Linked DNA regions of Oncorhynchus mykiss: region 1 is linked to region 2. Evidence: chromatin contacts called from public Hi-C data. All regions are on one chromosome and are shown on one strand. Each heading gives the region's core, a stretch centred on a gene start, on an enhancer-like site or on the middle of the called end of the contact. The rest is flanking DNA. Distances are from core to core; before and after follow the strand shown.

Evidence for each region. Hi-C and Micro-C count contacts between places; a contact is called where the count stands out from the background.
Region 1: a Hi-C map of liver shows a contact between it and region 2, with 8 times the contacts expected there. The contact joins the promoter of sugct here to the promoter of LOC110490007 in region 2. A contact is called at or near these places in 2 of 3 Hi-C or Micro-C datasets (blood and liver).

The regions. Positions count from the first base shown.
Region 1 is chr15:32,284,610-32,289,243 of USDA_OmykA_1.1, reverse strand. sugct (succinate--hydroxymethylglutarate CoA-transferase) reads left to right here and starts at 3,024. Exons shown (of 12, transcript XM_036944300.1): 1 at 3,024-3,222. The coding sequence starts at 3,087.
Region 2 is chr15:31,908,575-31,913,215 of USDA_OmykA_1.1, reverse strand. LOC110490007 (enoyl-CoA delta isomerase 2) reads right to left here and starts at 2,430. Exons shown (of 10, transcript XM_021563083.2): 1 at 2,270-2,430; 2 at 1,046-1,208. The coding sequence starts at 2,313.

The sequences.
Region 1 (4,634 bases), core at 1,775-4,274, 380 kb before region 2:
TGTTGTGTGAATCAAATGACTCAAACCCACAAAGAAAATCTATTTTAATTCCAGGTTGTAAGGCAACAACACAGGAAAAATTGCCAAGTGCGATGAATACTTTTGCAAACCACTGTTGGATGTTGGATGAGTGTGTTGGGGGAAACTCGCCCCTGCCCCCCTACTAGGGGGACTAGTTACCTCTTTATGGTTATGAATGTGTGTCTACCTGGCATTTAGACTATTTCTAACCCAGTTAGTGCTAGTTTATGCTAGCTAGTTAGCATAAGCTGCTTGGAGTGCTAGATAGCAACCTTACTACCAGATCGTCTGGGGTAAAATACACTGCTCAAAAAAATAAAGGGAACACTTAAACAACACAATGTAACTCCAAGTCAATCACACTTCTGTGAAATCAAACTGTCCACTTAGGAAGCAACACTGATTGACAATAATATGTCAATATGTCACATGCTGTTGTGCAAATGGAATAGACAACAGGTGGAAATTATAGGCAATTAGCAAGACACACCCAATAAAGGACAGAGTCTACAACCCACACAAGTGGCTCAGGTAGTGCAGCTCATCCAGGAAGGCACATCAATGCGAGCTGTGGTAAGAAGGTTTGCTGTGTCTGTCAGCGTAGTATCCAGGGCATGGAGGTGCTACCAGGAGACAGGCCAGTACATCAGGAGACGTGGAGGAGGCCGTAGGAGGGCAACAACCCAGCAGCAGGACCGCTACCTCCGCCATTGTGCAAGGGGGAGCAGGAGGAGCACTGCCAGACCCCTGCAAAATGACCTCCAGCAGGCCACAAATGTGCATGTGTCTGCTCAAACAGTCATAAACAGACTCCATGAGGGTGGTATGAGGGCCTGACGTCCACAGGTGGGGGTTGTGCTTACAGCCCAACACCGTGCAGGACGTTTTTCATTTGCCAGAGAACACCAACATTGGCAAATTCGCCACTGGCGCCCTGTGCTCTTCACAGATGAAAGCAGGTTCACACTGAGCACGTGACAGACGTGACAGAGTCTGGAGACGCCGTGGAGAACGTTCTGCTGCCTGCAACATCCTCCAGCATGACCGGTTTGGCGGTGGGTCAGTCATGGTGTGGGGTGGCATTTCTTTGGGGGGCCGCACAGCCCTCCATGTGCTTGCCAGAGGTAGCCTGACTGCCATTAGATACCGAGATGAGATCCTCAGACCCCTTGTGAGACCATATGCTGGTGCGGTTGGCCCTGGGTTCCTCCTAATGCAAGACAATGCTAGACCTCATGTGGCTGGAGTGTGTCAGCAGTTCCTGCAGGAGGAAGGCATTGATGCTATGGACTGGCCCGCCCATTCCCCAGACCTGAATCCAATTGAGCACATCTGGGACATCATGTCTCGCTCCATCCACCACAGACTGTCCAGGAGTTGGCTGATGCTTTAGTCCAGGTCTGGGAGGAGATCCCTCAGGAGACCATCCGCCACCTCATCAGGAGCATGCCCAGGCATTGTAGGGAGGTCATACAGGCACGTGGAGGCCACACATACTACTGAGCCTCATTTTGACTTGTTTTAAGGACATAACATCAAAGTTGGAACAGCCTGTAGTGTGGTTTTCCACTTTAATTTTGAGTGTGACTCCAAATCCAGACCTCCATGGGTTGAAAAATTTGATTTCCATTGATAATTTTGTGTGATTTTGTGTGATTTTGTAAAGAAAAAAGTATTTAATAAGAATATTTCATTCATTCAGAGATTGGAATGTGTTATTTTAGTGTTCCTTTTATTTTTTTGAGCAGTGTATATAAAAACGATAATGTAACTCAATTCCATTATTCAATGTTTCCATTAGGGACTGATACTTTAAAGCCTTTTAGCTATTTTACACAGCATTTTATGTCATATAGCTAGATAGCTAGCTATGTTTTCAAGAGAGCTTTTCAATCAGCATCTCTCCCCGTTTTCAGTCACAGGTGGGGACTGGATTAGGTGTGAGCAGTGTAGAAGGTAATTTGACTGGGGATAGCTTATTTTATTGGTGACCTATGTACAAATTACAATCGTGCAAGAGCATAAGAGAGTTGCCACATCAATGTTACACTGAATTAATTACTTAAGTTATTGTTATTAAGTGTTATATTCCAATTTTATTTAAAGTTATTAGTTATATTACAGTCCAACATTATATTCCAATTCACATTTTTTTAATGAATTAAAAACAACTATTGAAAACCTTTTGCTCCTGAATGTAATTTTAAAGACTGCTGGGATTTAAAATTTTGCATTATTGAAATAATATTTAGAGCAATTGTACATAATGGATGGTATTGAAAGGGAACAACAAAGAAAGAACAAAGAGAATGTGAGTTAAAAAGAGGGACTTTTACATCACATCTCCTCATAGTGCAGATATTAATGGTGACATGTGCGACACCATTTCAGCCAAATATTTTATTTAAATAAGTAAAATAAGACAACTATACTTAGCTTTTAAGTATTTCTTACTAAATAATTTCTAAATAGAACGGATAAAATTGATTTTAATACACTTGTGTGAAACCCTACGCCATAATCTTCTACCGGGTACCTGGCACCTCCGGTACTTAAAATGATCTTCCCCTTTTCTAAAAACAACAGTTCATGAAAAAACTAAAAAAGTGTAAACTGTAGCCATTTATTTCCCTTCATAGTTTATTCGACCATACATGCATGACCGTCATTCACCTACCATTTTTTTTTCTCCAAACGTTGCTTTTTGTGTCAGCAATTAGACATTGTTCTTAGCTGGTTCTGCTACCCCGTATTACCCTATCCATGTGGGGGAAGCAGAACCAAGGCGTGGACCCCGAACTTTTCTTGCTGTCTGTGATTGTCTTCTACCTACAGCACTAGACATCACCAAAAATGACTTAATTAAGAAATGAGACAATCATTTTTTTTAAACTGTCTGTTCAAGCACTTCAATATGCAATGGTATTGTGCCGGTAAGAGTGGAATTTGTATAGTGTGTCTTGAACGCACCCAAGAGGAGGCAGGGCTATTCAATGCCTTCTGATAGGCTAGTGTAGGCCTAACACTCCAACACGGACATCGCTCTGAATAAAGACTCCAAAAACATGTCGAAGATACTAACACGCGTCAAGTGCGGTGCATTTGTTCGACTCTTGGCCAGCGGGATTCAACCCTGTATGTTTCGACAACATCAAAGTATTCGCACTAATCTCAGGCGGCTGCTTTCCAACACACAGCCAGGTATTTGAGCTGAGGTGTCGTTTTCTTGTCCTTTACTTGCCTACAAGTACGATAGCGAATTGATGTGTCATTAAACTTCTCGCCGATAGTATGCTGCTATTCAGCAATTATCAAATTGTTGGATGTCCTTATCTAAGTAGGGTCTAAACACCATGAACAAATATTTGATATTGTGTAGTGGACAAATACTGGTAGACTTTTCACTCATCAACATATTGATGACCTAGGACTATGCATGGTTTTAATCAACACGCCGACGTTTCAACAACCTAGCGTTTCTATTGGACAGGTTTAGTAAATAGGGCGGGACCTACCTGAAACTGTCCAATGGAAAACTGTTTGGAGTAACCATTACACCCCATGCCAAGAAAGTTAGTCACCCATAAAACCGACCATGCGCAGCTACGGGTCAAAACTAATGTTGTTTTTAAACCCTGGATTGCTGATGCTATGTATTGTCCATTGAGAGGCTTTGAAGCCACTGGTTGGACATATTGGCCCTAGTAGGCTCAGTCCTCCATAGGAATAAATGTAATTCTACAGTATTACTATTACATGTTTTAAGGACAAAATTACGTTTTCAAGTATTTTGCAGTATTGGGGACAGTAACATTAGTACAAAAAAAAAACCTTTAAGGATTTTTTTTTATATATATTTGTATGTTTAGCTCACATATTGTAATTTAAAAGTATACACTAAGATGTCTGTAATATAATACATGTGTCAAATGAATGTAGACATTAATAAATGCATTTCTATAGCTTCCCAAATCTTTTATTTATTTATTTTATTTAATTTTTTACAATTGAGGAGAACCAATATGGATGTGTGGTGGCTTCAATACAGAGCTCCCTGTCAGTCATTGAGTTTATAGACCCTTACTCCTATGTATATCTGCAGACCACGTTTACTACATGCCGTTCCCACTACCATTGAGGCTGCTAGCAAGCTACGGTAGGACACTGCACACAATGTCCTTTGACCCAGCCCTCCGAGCACTGCTTTCTCACAGTTATTTTAATGGTGCTACACAGGGTTTTTGGTTGTAATTTCAGAAAATGTACCTAAAATATATATGGTGCAAACAGTGGACTGATAGTGTTTCACAGTATTACTTACCTGCCAGTGTACCTGGCTGTGATATTTGCCTAATGATTTCTCCCGCCGGAGCAGCATCTGTTGTCAAAACTGGGAAAGCTGTTCGGCCTTTCTCTGTGTTATCTAGTGTCTGGGCTGATGAGACAGTGGATTGCGTAGTCAGATGGAACAGAGTAAATATTCATTTTAACGTCATAGATTTAGCTGGTGTTAACTTGTGGAATAGACACCGGCTGGAACCAATTAGGATTGGACCCACCTGTTGTATAAATTTAAAACAAAAATTGGTGCATTCAGTTTCTCCTTAGCTGTG
Region 2 (4,641 bases), core at 1,181-3,680:
ACAAAATGAACTATGCAAGACTTAATATGCAAAACTACCTGTGCAAGAGATTTGCTTGTAGGCATAGCGCATCAGAGTAAGATTCTATTGCATTGACAGGCATGACTCACGCCAGTCGTCGACACAGACCGGTGCGCCATAAGCAATCAGAGCTGCAGTAGGCCTATATGCAAATAGACATTGCCATATATGGATCTGTGCCATTCACTTTGAACTGGACTGTGTTTACAGCATGAGTGGTCACAAGTAGATGCGCTTGTTTTCAGATCAAAGCGAGAGCTACATGTAGCCAGCCACCTGTGCACATTTGTTCATATTCTTTGCTAGTTAGTGAGTAATTATCCCAGTTATAGCTAACTTCTAGTTAACAAAGAGGGAGTGGTTGTTTCATATAAGAGCACAAAATGTGTGCATTTCTAGCCATCTGAAGAGCTAGTCAGTTAAAGAGCTTTTTAAAATTTCTTAAAAAGGGCCCGTGTTGTATTTTAAGACGGTCTTGAATAAGTTAAGTAGCCTATAGGCAGAGGGTAGCATTATTTGTTTGATTCTCTGTAATAAGGGTATTGGAATAATAATGCATTTTATTTTGTAAAGTGGTTTCTTGCATCAAACGACAACATTTTCAGTCACCTTGTCTGAAGGACATGTGGATAAACAGGTTAATGTCACTCCCTGCATGTTATTTTCTCATGGAATGTAGGCCTACATTGAACACCACACATTTGCTGCTGCTGAATGATAGAATAGCTTTTTCCATGTTAAAATATTATGGGATGCATTTTATCCACTGTTTTTGATGGTAGGCCTACGTTATCAAATAGCCACAGTAGCCAACTTGACCATTTAAAACTGTAACTTATAGCGGGTACAGCCTCAGGGTTCACAGTAAAAGCACACTAGAAGTTGCACCGAATTTTCACAACTAAAGTTTGTGCTCAGCAGACCTGAAATTTGCTCATTACTGAAAAAGATTAGAGGGAACATTGCTCAATGTTCAGAAACATGACAGCCAAGTAGCTAAGACTAAAGCACAATGACCTCTAACCTGTTTGAAGAGAGCATAGATTTTCAGCTTGGCCTCATTGCCAGGATCTTCCTTCAGCGTTCCCATCTGACTCTTGGCATGATTGAATTGCTCCACCGTCGCCCCCATCATAGAACCAGTCATGTGCAGCTTCAGAGTGGGAATGTGCGTGACTTGGACTGCCCTGAAGAGATGATTTCAGGTCAAATTAGTGACATAAGTGGTACGGTTTCAAAAACAATTACTGACTGCCACAAAGACTAAATAATATTATAAGCCAAATTGTTTCAATTAAATAGCCAAGCACAAATGAACTGAACTTGGCTGACGGCATTAAACTAGATCCAAACACCTACAGTGGCCTTTCTAAATAATTTGTGGTATTATATATGAGCAGGATCAGGAACAGGACGAAAGATAATGTACTGGGAGTTACAGTACAGTTTGTGATACAATGTAGTGACAGCATTGGATGGGCCATCAAGAATGAGTTGTGACCTTTCCTCTGGTTTTTATTCATGGTAGCTAGTTAGACCTTAGAGTGGGTCTTTGGATAGACACGGAACCTAGCTCCGTCTGGATGTGGGGCCAAGGGCATAGCTAGCTGTTGAACGGCTAACTGAGTAACTAGCCTTTCAACAACCAGCTATGCCCTTTGCCCCACATCCTAGCAACAGGTCATCGTGTAAGTGTTTTTCGTGGTAGCTGATACGTTGGAATGTTAGGTCATGAACATCCTGTTTTTATATTGTCATTTGCTGCTGTAACTGAAGTCGACTGTGGTATTTTGTACGTAAAAACGGCAGAATTGCAGAATAACTGCAGTTATTCTGCACTCTGACTGCAATCTTATTTTCGTCAGGGATACGGAAGCACACTAGAACAGCTGAGCGATAGCTAACTTGAGCTAACCTAGCAAGCTAAACTTAATTTCAAGCAAGACAGACAGCCCTAGCTCGTTCAGAACATGACACCCTTTAAATACAGGCAGAGTTTTAACAGACTCTCGTGCCAACCAGCCAAAACTGCATGGTGAAGATACAATAATAACTATTCGCAATGACGATTAGGCTACTGTTATAACGGTAGCTAAACTAACTAGCTCCCGTCATACAGGACAGCTAAACTAAAAATCTACTTAAATTAGCCGGGCTAATTTACTGTTACTATGTCTATGGTTTGACCTCAAATCCGTGCAACATAGGCTACATTGCAAGTGATGGGATTCTTTATAGCTAATCTTACCTGACAAATCGCCACGGAGAAATTTTCCGTAAAGCCACAGCCATGACAGTTTGGTAATTTCAGTCCAAAATACAATAACTTGGATGTTCAAGACAATCCAGCGAAATGAATTAGCTGTTTACAATATTGAACCCTCCCCTTGACCTTCGTTGTCCTTCACCATTGGCTAAGGCATTTGCACCACCCTTTCCATGAAGGGTGCGTTCCAGGCTGTTGTCGTGTTGCTCAGGTGATGACCGTGGGGACTGGGGAGCCTTGCGCAAATCGTTCCCCACGGAGTTATATACAGTACCAGTCAAAAGTTTGGACACAACTACTCATTCAAGGGTTTTTCTTTATTTGTACTATTTTATACATTTTAGAATAATAGTGATGTCATCAAAACAATGAAATAACACATATGGAATCAGTAGTACCCAAAAAAACATTAAACAAATTCTTCAAAGTAGCCACCCTTCGCCTTGATGACAGCGTTGCAGATTCTTGGCATTCTCTCAACCAGCTTCACCTGGAATGCTTTTCCAACAGTCTTGAAGGAGTTCCCACATATACTGAGATCTTGTTGGCTGCTTGTCCTTCCCTCTGCGGTCCAACTCACCCAAACCATCTCAATTGGGTTGAGGTTGGGTGATTGTGGAGGCCAGGTCACCTGATGCAGCACTCCCATCACTCTCCTTCTTGGTCAAATAGCCCTTACACAGCCTGGAGGTGTGTGGTTCATTGTCTTGTTGAAAAACAAATGATAGTCCCACTAAGCGCAAACCATATGGGATGTCGTATCGCTGCAGAATGCTGTGGTAAACATTCTGGTTAAGAGTTCCTTGAATTCTAAATAAATCCCTGACAGTGTTAACAGCAATGCAACCCCACATCATCACACATCCTACTCCATGCTTCATGTTGGGAACCACACATGCAGACTTATCAGACCAAAGGACAAATTTCCACCAGCCTAATGTCCATTGCTCATATTTCTTGGCCCAACCAAGTCTCTTCTTATTATTGGTGTCCTTTAGTAGTGGTTTCTTTGCAGCAGTTCGACCATGAAGGCTTGATTCACGCAGTCTACCCTGAACAGTTGTTACTTGAACTCTGTGAAGCATTTATTTGGGCAGCAATTTTTACAAGGCTAATATAGCCTTTTGCCCATGTCCCACCATACTTCGCATTGGCTCCCCCTCCGGTCCAGCTCAGGCGTTCGGCATCGACGGCCTTCTGGCTGCTGCCGAACCTACTGCTGGCAAACGCCCTTGACTCATCAACTCTGGACGTGTCTCGTCATCATTACACACACCTGGTTCCAATCCCCACTCTATCACTGTGTACATACTCCCTCTGCCATTTGTCTTTGTCGGTAATTGTAAATGTTATTTGTTTTCCTGAGAGGAATATCACCTACTATTGACTGAGTACTTTATATTTGTCACTTTGGGTTCGCCCTGTGCCCTTTTGTTTATGAAGATATAAACTCAGCAATAATAGAAATGTCCTCTCACTGTCAACTGCGTACATTTTCAGAAAACTTAACATGTTTAAATATTGGCATGAACATACAAGATTTAACAACTGAGACATAAACTGGACAAGTTCCACAGACATGTGACTAACAGAAATGGAAAAATGTGTCCCTGAACAAAGGGGGTGGTCAAAATCAAAAATAACAGTCAGTATCTGGTATGGCCACTAGCTGCATTAAGTACTGCAGTGCATCTCCTCCTCATGGACTGCACCAGATTTGCCAGTTCTTGCTGTCAAATGTTACCCCACTCTTCCACCAAGGTACCTGCAAGTTCCCAGACATTTCTGGGGGGAATGGCCCTAGCCCTCACCCTCCGATCCAACAGGTCCCAGACGTGCTCAATGGGATTGCGATCCAGGCTCTTCGCTGGCAATGGCAGAACACTGACATTCCTGTCTAGCAGGAAATCACGCACAGAATGAGCAGTATGGCTGGTGGCATTGTCATGCTGGAGGGTCATGTAGGATGAGCCTACAGGAAGGGTACCACATGAGGGAGGAGGATGTCTTCCCTGTAACGCACAGCATTGAGATTGCCTGCATTGACAACAAGCTCAGTCCGATGATGCTGTGACACACCGCCCCAGACCATGACGAACTCTCCACCTCCAAATCAATCCCGCTCCGGAGTACAGGCCTCAGTGTAACGCTCATTCCTTTGACGATAAACACGAATCCGACCATCACCCCTGGTGAAACAAAACCGTGACTCGTCAGTGAAGAGCACTTTTTGCCAATGCTGTCTGGTCCAGCGACGATGGGTGTGTGCTCATAGGCGACGTTGTTGCTGGTGATGTCTGGTGAGGACCTGCCTTACAACAGGTCTACAAGCCCTCAGTCCAGACTCTCTCAGC